Linked DNA regions of Gasterosteus aculeatus: region 2 is linked to region 1. The links are chromatin contacts, called in public Hi-C maps. All regions are on one chromosome and are shown on one strand. The core of a region is the stretch at or near the end of the contact, and the rest is flanking DNA. Distances in the headings are between cores, read along the strand shown. Region 1 overlaps nova2 (NOVA alternative splicing regulator 2). Region 2 holds the start of nova2 (NOVA alternative splicing regulator 2).

Region 1 (2,877 bases), core at 165-2,664:
CTGAATCCCGCTGCAGCCTCGGGGGTGCTAGCAGCGGTAGCGGCTAATGCTAATCCCGCAGCGGCCGCCGCGGCTAACTTGTTAGCATCCTATGCCAGCGACGCATCCGGTAGCGGAGGTCACCCGGTGCCCGGTCTCGGAGGCTTCACCCTTGGATCCCTGGCCGCAGCAACGGGGGCCACCAATGGCTACTTAAGCGCTGCGTCGCCCCTGGTGGCGCAATCTCTCCTGGCCACAGAGAAGCTGGGAGAAGGAGCGAAGGAAGTGGTCGAGATCGCTGTGCCGGAAAACCTGGTTGGAGCCATCTTGGGGAAAGGAGGAAAGACGTTAGTGGAGTACCAGGAGCTGACCGGCGCCAGAATCCAGATCTCCAAGAAAGGCGAGTTCATCCCGGGAACTCGGAACAGGAAGGTGACCATCACGGGTTCCCAGGCCGCCACGCAGGCCGCACAGTACCTGATAAGCCAGCGAATCACCTACGAGCAGGGGGTACGTGCCACCAACCCACAGAAGGTGGGCTAAACCCGACAGCCAATGAGAAACGAGGAGGAAAAGAGGAGAGAAAAAAAAGAGTGGGGGCTTGGGGGAGGAGTGTAAAAAGAAGTGAGAGGGAGAACGGAAAAAGGAGAGGAGAGCAAGAATGTCAGAAGGAATCGTCCGCGCTGTTTTCTTCTGCGTGTTTTCAGTATTCTCTATTAAAAAAAATAATTTTTGACGCAAAGCAAAAATGTGCTGAGAAGACGAGGAGGGAGAGGAGCGAGTTATCACGCTGAAAAACCAAGAAAAAAATTGTGTAACGTGTAAATATGGTTTTATTACTTAACGTCTTGACCTTTCAGGATTTTTTATTGTTTTGTTTCATGGTTTTATTGTTTGGATTAGTAAATTAAGCTGTCTGTTCGTTCGTTTGTGTATTGTGTGGACAAAGTTGAATGCCATGTAGACAGGCCGACAGCCTGAGAGGCTACAAGAAGCGGGGGGAGGGAAGGAAGGGTGTCAGGGGGGGGGTTCGCATTTACAGGGTACAACCCTCCTCCCCCGCACGCCCAACCCTAAATCCCTTATGGAAACAACCTTAACCCCTCCCTCCCCCTGCGGCCCACACCCCTCCCCCTTCCGTCCGGTTTTTGTTCCTCTTCTAGTTTTTATTTGCCCCTTACCCGCCCCCCTCCCAAAGCATCTCACACTACTGGCCCACCGTCCTGCCCTCTCTTTTTCTCCCACGAACCCCCCCTCACCCCGCCCCGCTCCCCTTTTACAAGGGTTTGATAATGAGCAAGACTGCAAACTTAAGCCTGGTGTGCGAGGGAAGAAACTTCCTCAAATCCGACCCCTCTTAAACAGCTCCCCCGTCTATGATCTCACCTCCTCCACCCTCCCCTCAGAAGGAAGTGGGGGAGTGAAATCGGGGAAGGGTGTGGGACAGAGGGGCAGCTGGCCGTTTCTTCATTGGCACACCACCCCCTGTGCACCCTGTGATGTATTCCACAAGCAGTGCAGCGCGTTGGGGCCCTTACAGTGCGTAGCGCCCCCCCCCCCCCCCTACACACACACACACACACACACACAAACACACACCTTACACAGCCCTAGTGGTTTAGATAGAATGCCGAGGCGCACGCTGATGACCTCACGTAGTGCGAAACCGACGAGAGTGATACTGTGCAAGCAGCGGCAATCACACGGGATCCACGGCATTACTTTGCAGTCTGCCGTGATAATTATGTTAACAAGATTGTCATGATTTATTGGGAATCATCGCCATTGTCATTATTTATTAATGAGATCACCTTTTTAAAAAACGCTAAGTTGTTGTTTTTCTTTCTTTTTCTTTTTTATTATCTGTGAATTCAGGTTGACATGAATGTAAATGAGACTATTTTTGATTTGAATATTTTTTTTAATTTAAGTGGATTGAAGATGAATAGTAATGTTACATAGTGTAATATATGTCTTATTTAAGTCCAGTAAGCCACCCCAGGCTCTAATATCATTACAGTAAAGGATTTCCAGTCAAAGAGCAGAACAGGGAACCCACAAACATACACTTAAGCAAAACACTATGATGCCATATTTAGTGCTAAAAAAGGGAATTTGCGATATATTATGAAGTACAACCTTTAGATTAGGAAAAGGCCGTAAACTGATTACACCACAAGCTGCAGTGCAGCGTCTACATTCACGGCTTTATTAACCCTAAAACATCTGGGTCATCTGACTTAGCTCCCGTCCCTGTAAGCAAACTGTCCTGTTACAGTTTAGTTTCTAATGTTACAGAAACCTGTAGTGCTCCCCAAAACCATTTAGATGAGCCCAAAACCACAGACTGAAAGCAAGACCACTTACGACTCAAAATGTACTTATACTACTGAAAATAAATGCAAACATTGAGAAGGAAACACTGAAACGCGACGTTGTTTGTGCGTGGCCCACTGCTCCGATCTGCAGACCTCGCGAGTAGATTTGCTATTTTAGGACTGCATAAATATCAGTAAAGGACATAAACAGCCTCACTGATCTTTTCCAATATCAAACAACCGTCCAACTGCCGATGAGGTGAAGGGCAGACAGTGAGATTTCCAACACACATCCAGGGAGTTGAGCTCTTTTCCACCTCTGGCAAACAGCAGGCCACCCACGGCAACAGGTGCACTGCCCACTGTAGACCCAGGAGGCTGCTGAAGATGCTGTCTGTTTTTTGATTGTTTTAATCTTTCTTTTTTTTTTTCGTTCCGTGTGATTATTTGATTTTTTACAATCGGAGTACACTGAATTTTTGTCTTAATGCACTGTGAAGCGAGGGAGCGGTTCTCTCTGCCCACGAGGTCAGGGATGTGTGCTGTAGACGGCATCGCGGTCGGGTGTTTTTTTTGTGTG
Region 2 (2,940 bases), core at 306-2,805, 58 kb before region 1:
TAGAGGCTCAGAGGGTAACGGGTTAACCTCATGGCAGGACACCCACACCTGCTCCAGGGGATCAGCGCGATTCCATCAGCGCTCCCATGCAGGAAATCCAGCTCTTTCTTGGAAAATCTTAACTGCCAATTCCTTTACTTTTACGTACAAGCCACGTTTTCTCCTTTTTTGTTTAACAAAGAAAATGAGTGAAATTCAAAGGAATGAACCAGAAAAGAAATAAACGGGGTAAAAGACCGTGTGCTGCTCTTCTAGCGTCGCACCAGCAGGGCTCAGCAGAGTACCGCCGTGCGCAAACGCTCTAGCAGATTTTGCATCCTGAATATCCATTTTGCTGCTATCGGCCTTGACCCAGTGTGGAAGAACACCCGGCAAACTGAACCCTGCAGGAAAACAGGTGTGAGATGAGGATGACGTTGTTCTGAGAGAGAACTCACTTTATAAGAGCTTCAGCTTTGTGGGGTATGAAGCTCCAGCTGGCTCGCTTCTCGGCCTCTTCTTCACATTGGGCTTTTGATTCACTACCGAACATTTTTTCAGTCTCAGTTGGGAATCTCAAACAGAGGAGCCAACGAATGGAAAAGAAACATCCTCTTTTCCTTACATGATTCCATGAGAGTACTGTTGGCTGAATCGAAGCTTTTGCGCTCAGATGACTTGCTCCTTATGACTTGCTCCTTATGACTATGTGTTTGGGGGTGACAAAAGTCATTGCTGCGAATTGGCTTTATTTTTCAAATTGCGGGGTTCAGAATAACGTTCGGCGACTGCTCGAAAGGGTTTTGGGGGTCAACGTCCGAAGCCAGACAGGAGCTTGCAGAACTAAAAAACTCTCTGGAAACCATCTCCCTAACATGTGCTCATGGAGCCACAGCCCAATAAAAACTCAAGAATGCTGCTGGTCTGCGCGCTTTACTGCTTGTTGGACTGCTTCAGTTTTTCCATATGTTGCAGCACCGGCTCAGACTGGACACCCTGATGGTGTCGGGAGCCTCACAACGGGGGCCTCTCGACCATTTTCTTTGCTCCTGCTCCAAACTGTTTAAGTTACTTTACATACACGTATAACGAAGTGCGCTCAGCACTCCGCAGGCCGGGCAGCGTGTGGCTCGCACCATTACGGATCCGGCGCAGGCCTTTTGTCCTACCCTTGAGTATACTCGGCTATTTGTGGTGCACAATCTGTCTCTGACTGCTGCCCTGGGATTCATCTGCCTCCCATTTGCCACGTATTTCCAGAGCAGGGAGACGACTGGCTCACCGGTGCATTTTCTCATGGCGATGTGAAATAGTGTGAGAAGAGCTGCTCTGTGTGTGCGTGTGTGTGTGTGTGTGTGTGTGTGTGTGTGTGTGTGCACATGCAGGCAGCACAATGTCACCTTGACGACGATCCACAGGAGGCGACGAGGGCGCACCGCATCTGTATACGCCACTGGACAGAGGGAGAGAGAGAGAGAGGGAGGGAGAGGGAGAGGGAGAGAGGGAGAGAGAGGTATTTGCGTGTGCCTCTCAGAGCGCGCGAGTCTGTGTGTGTGAGAAAGAGAGAGAGAGAATGGGAGAGAGAGAGGGAGACTGAGGAGGGCATAGCTCTCTCTCAGACAGCTCGCACAGTGCTGGAGGATCCCTCTTCACATCCGGGCGGAGCTGAACGCAGAGATGTCAGGCACAGCGCACACAGGTGGGTCACGCAGCAGCCGAGGGGACAGGTGAGCCGCTCAAAGAGGCTTTCGTGCGTCCTCATAAAGGGCTCTTTTTTTTTCCTTCTCCTTTTCCTTCAGTGTCAGAACTGCAGGGTGCTAATGCACAACCAAACATGTTCTTTTGTGGGAGGGGGGTTGGACGGGGGAGGGGAGGGGGTGGGGGGGGGGGGGGTGTAGAGGATGAGCAGGCCTGCAGTCACGGCCGGCCTAAGGGTCATGTAGTATTTTTTTTTTAAGCTGCTAATTTTCAACTCCATGAAAAAAAAAACCAATCGTTAAACGTCACCAGTTTATTTCACATGTTGATTTTCAGTGTAAAACTAAAGCCAGGAAGAGAAAAAGAACACAAATAAAAATGTGGGCGAGCTGATGTGCAGGTGACTTGGAGGCTCCTCCGGCCGGCTCGCAGACCTCCAAACCGCCGCAGAGGGGCCTCGCGGGCCCCCACCCTTCAACCGCAATTGCTTTTGCCGCGACTGTAGCGGAGTCAAATAAACAAAGATAAATAAATAAAGGACCCACCGCCGCATCCTCTCTGTGTATCTGTGTCCCTGTCGTTCAGCCGGAGAAACGCACACTCGGCCAATCGTGTCGCGACTGAAGGCGCCCCCACTCTCCCTCCACTTTCGCTCGCGCTCTCTCTCTCTCTCTCCCTCACGACCCCTTCGCGGGACGTGGGAAATGTGGCAATCAAAAAGTTTGGAGGCTTCTTTAGGGTGATGTGAGTGGGTGTTGTGTGTGTGTTTGAGCGGAGACTCTCTTCTCTTTATTGTGCTTCCATTAGACTTCTGTATACTTTTCGAGGCCAATGGTTTTGGTTCGCATGAGCGGGTTTTAATGTTTGATTTGAGCTGATGTTTATTTGATGGACCCAGAGGAGACTCGTCTACATGTTATTTACTTTGTTGTGTTTTTACAGTAAAGAGTGCAGAATGTTAAAGACCACTGTTGTGATGTATGTTCATTTCATCAGCATTTCACAAACAAATGTATTTTAACTATATCATAGCTTCGTCTCATGAACAAAAAAAACAAACACACAAAATAGACAATTCACTTTTTATAAGATGGTTTCACGGGTTGCCCCTGCCTGCCCGCCGCCCGCACACGCACTTCAACACACAGACAAGTCGCACTTTTACACACACGTCACGAGAAGAATAAAAACCAATTTTACGGGATGTCCTTGAAGGCATCGCAAGGCCCTGTGACGTCAGTGGCTCCCCTGCGCTCCCTCTAG

What was found. A called contact is a pair of places that touch in the nucleus more often than the background predicts.
Region 2: a contact with region 1 is called in a Hi-C map of skeletal muscle, with 2.2 times the contacts expected there. The contact joins the promoter of nova2 here to the enhancer-like site in region 1. A contact is called at or near these places in 2 of 6 Hi-C or Micro-C datasets (both in skeletal muscle).

Annotation. Positions count from the first base shown.
Region 1 is chr1:17,233,273-17,236,149 of fGasAcu3.hap1.1, reverse strand. It overlaps nova2 (NOVA alternative splicing regulator 2), which reads left to right. Exons shown (of 4, transcript XM_078080237.1): 4 at 1-2,399. The coding sequence ends at 522. Among protein-coding and RNA genes, the nearest start is that of LOC144388762, 39 kb to the right of the region's middle. Within about 2 kb of position 1,414, at least 1 of the 9 cell types and tissues checked has open chromatin away from gene starts, as enhancers often do.
Region 2 is chr1:17,291,839-17,294,778 of fGasAcu3.hap1.1, reverse strand. nova2 (NOVA alternative splicing regulator 2) reads left to right here and starts at 1,555. Exons shown (of 4, transcript XM_078080237.1): 1 at 1,555-1,678. The coding sequence starts at 1,657.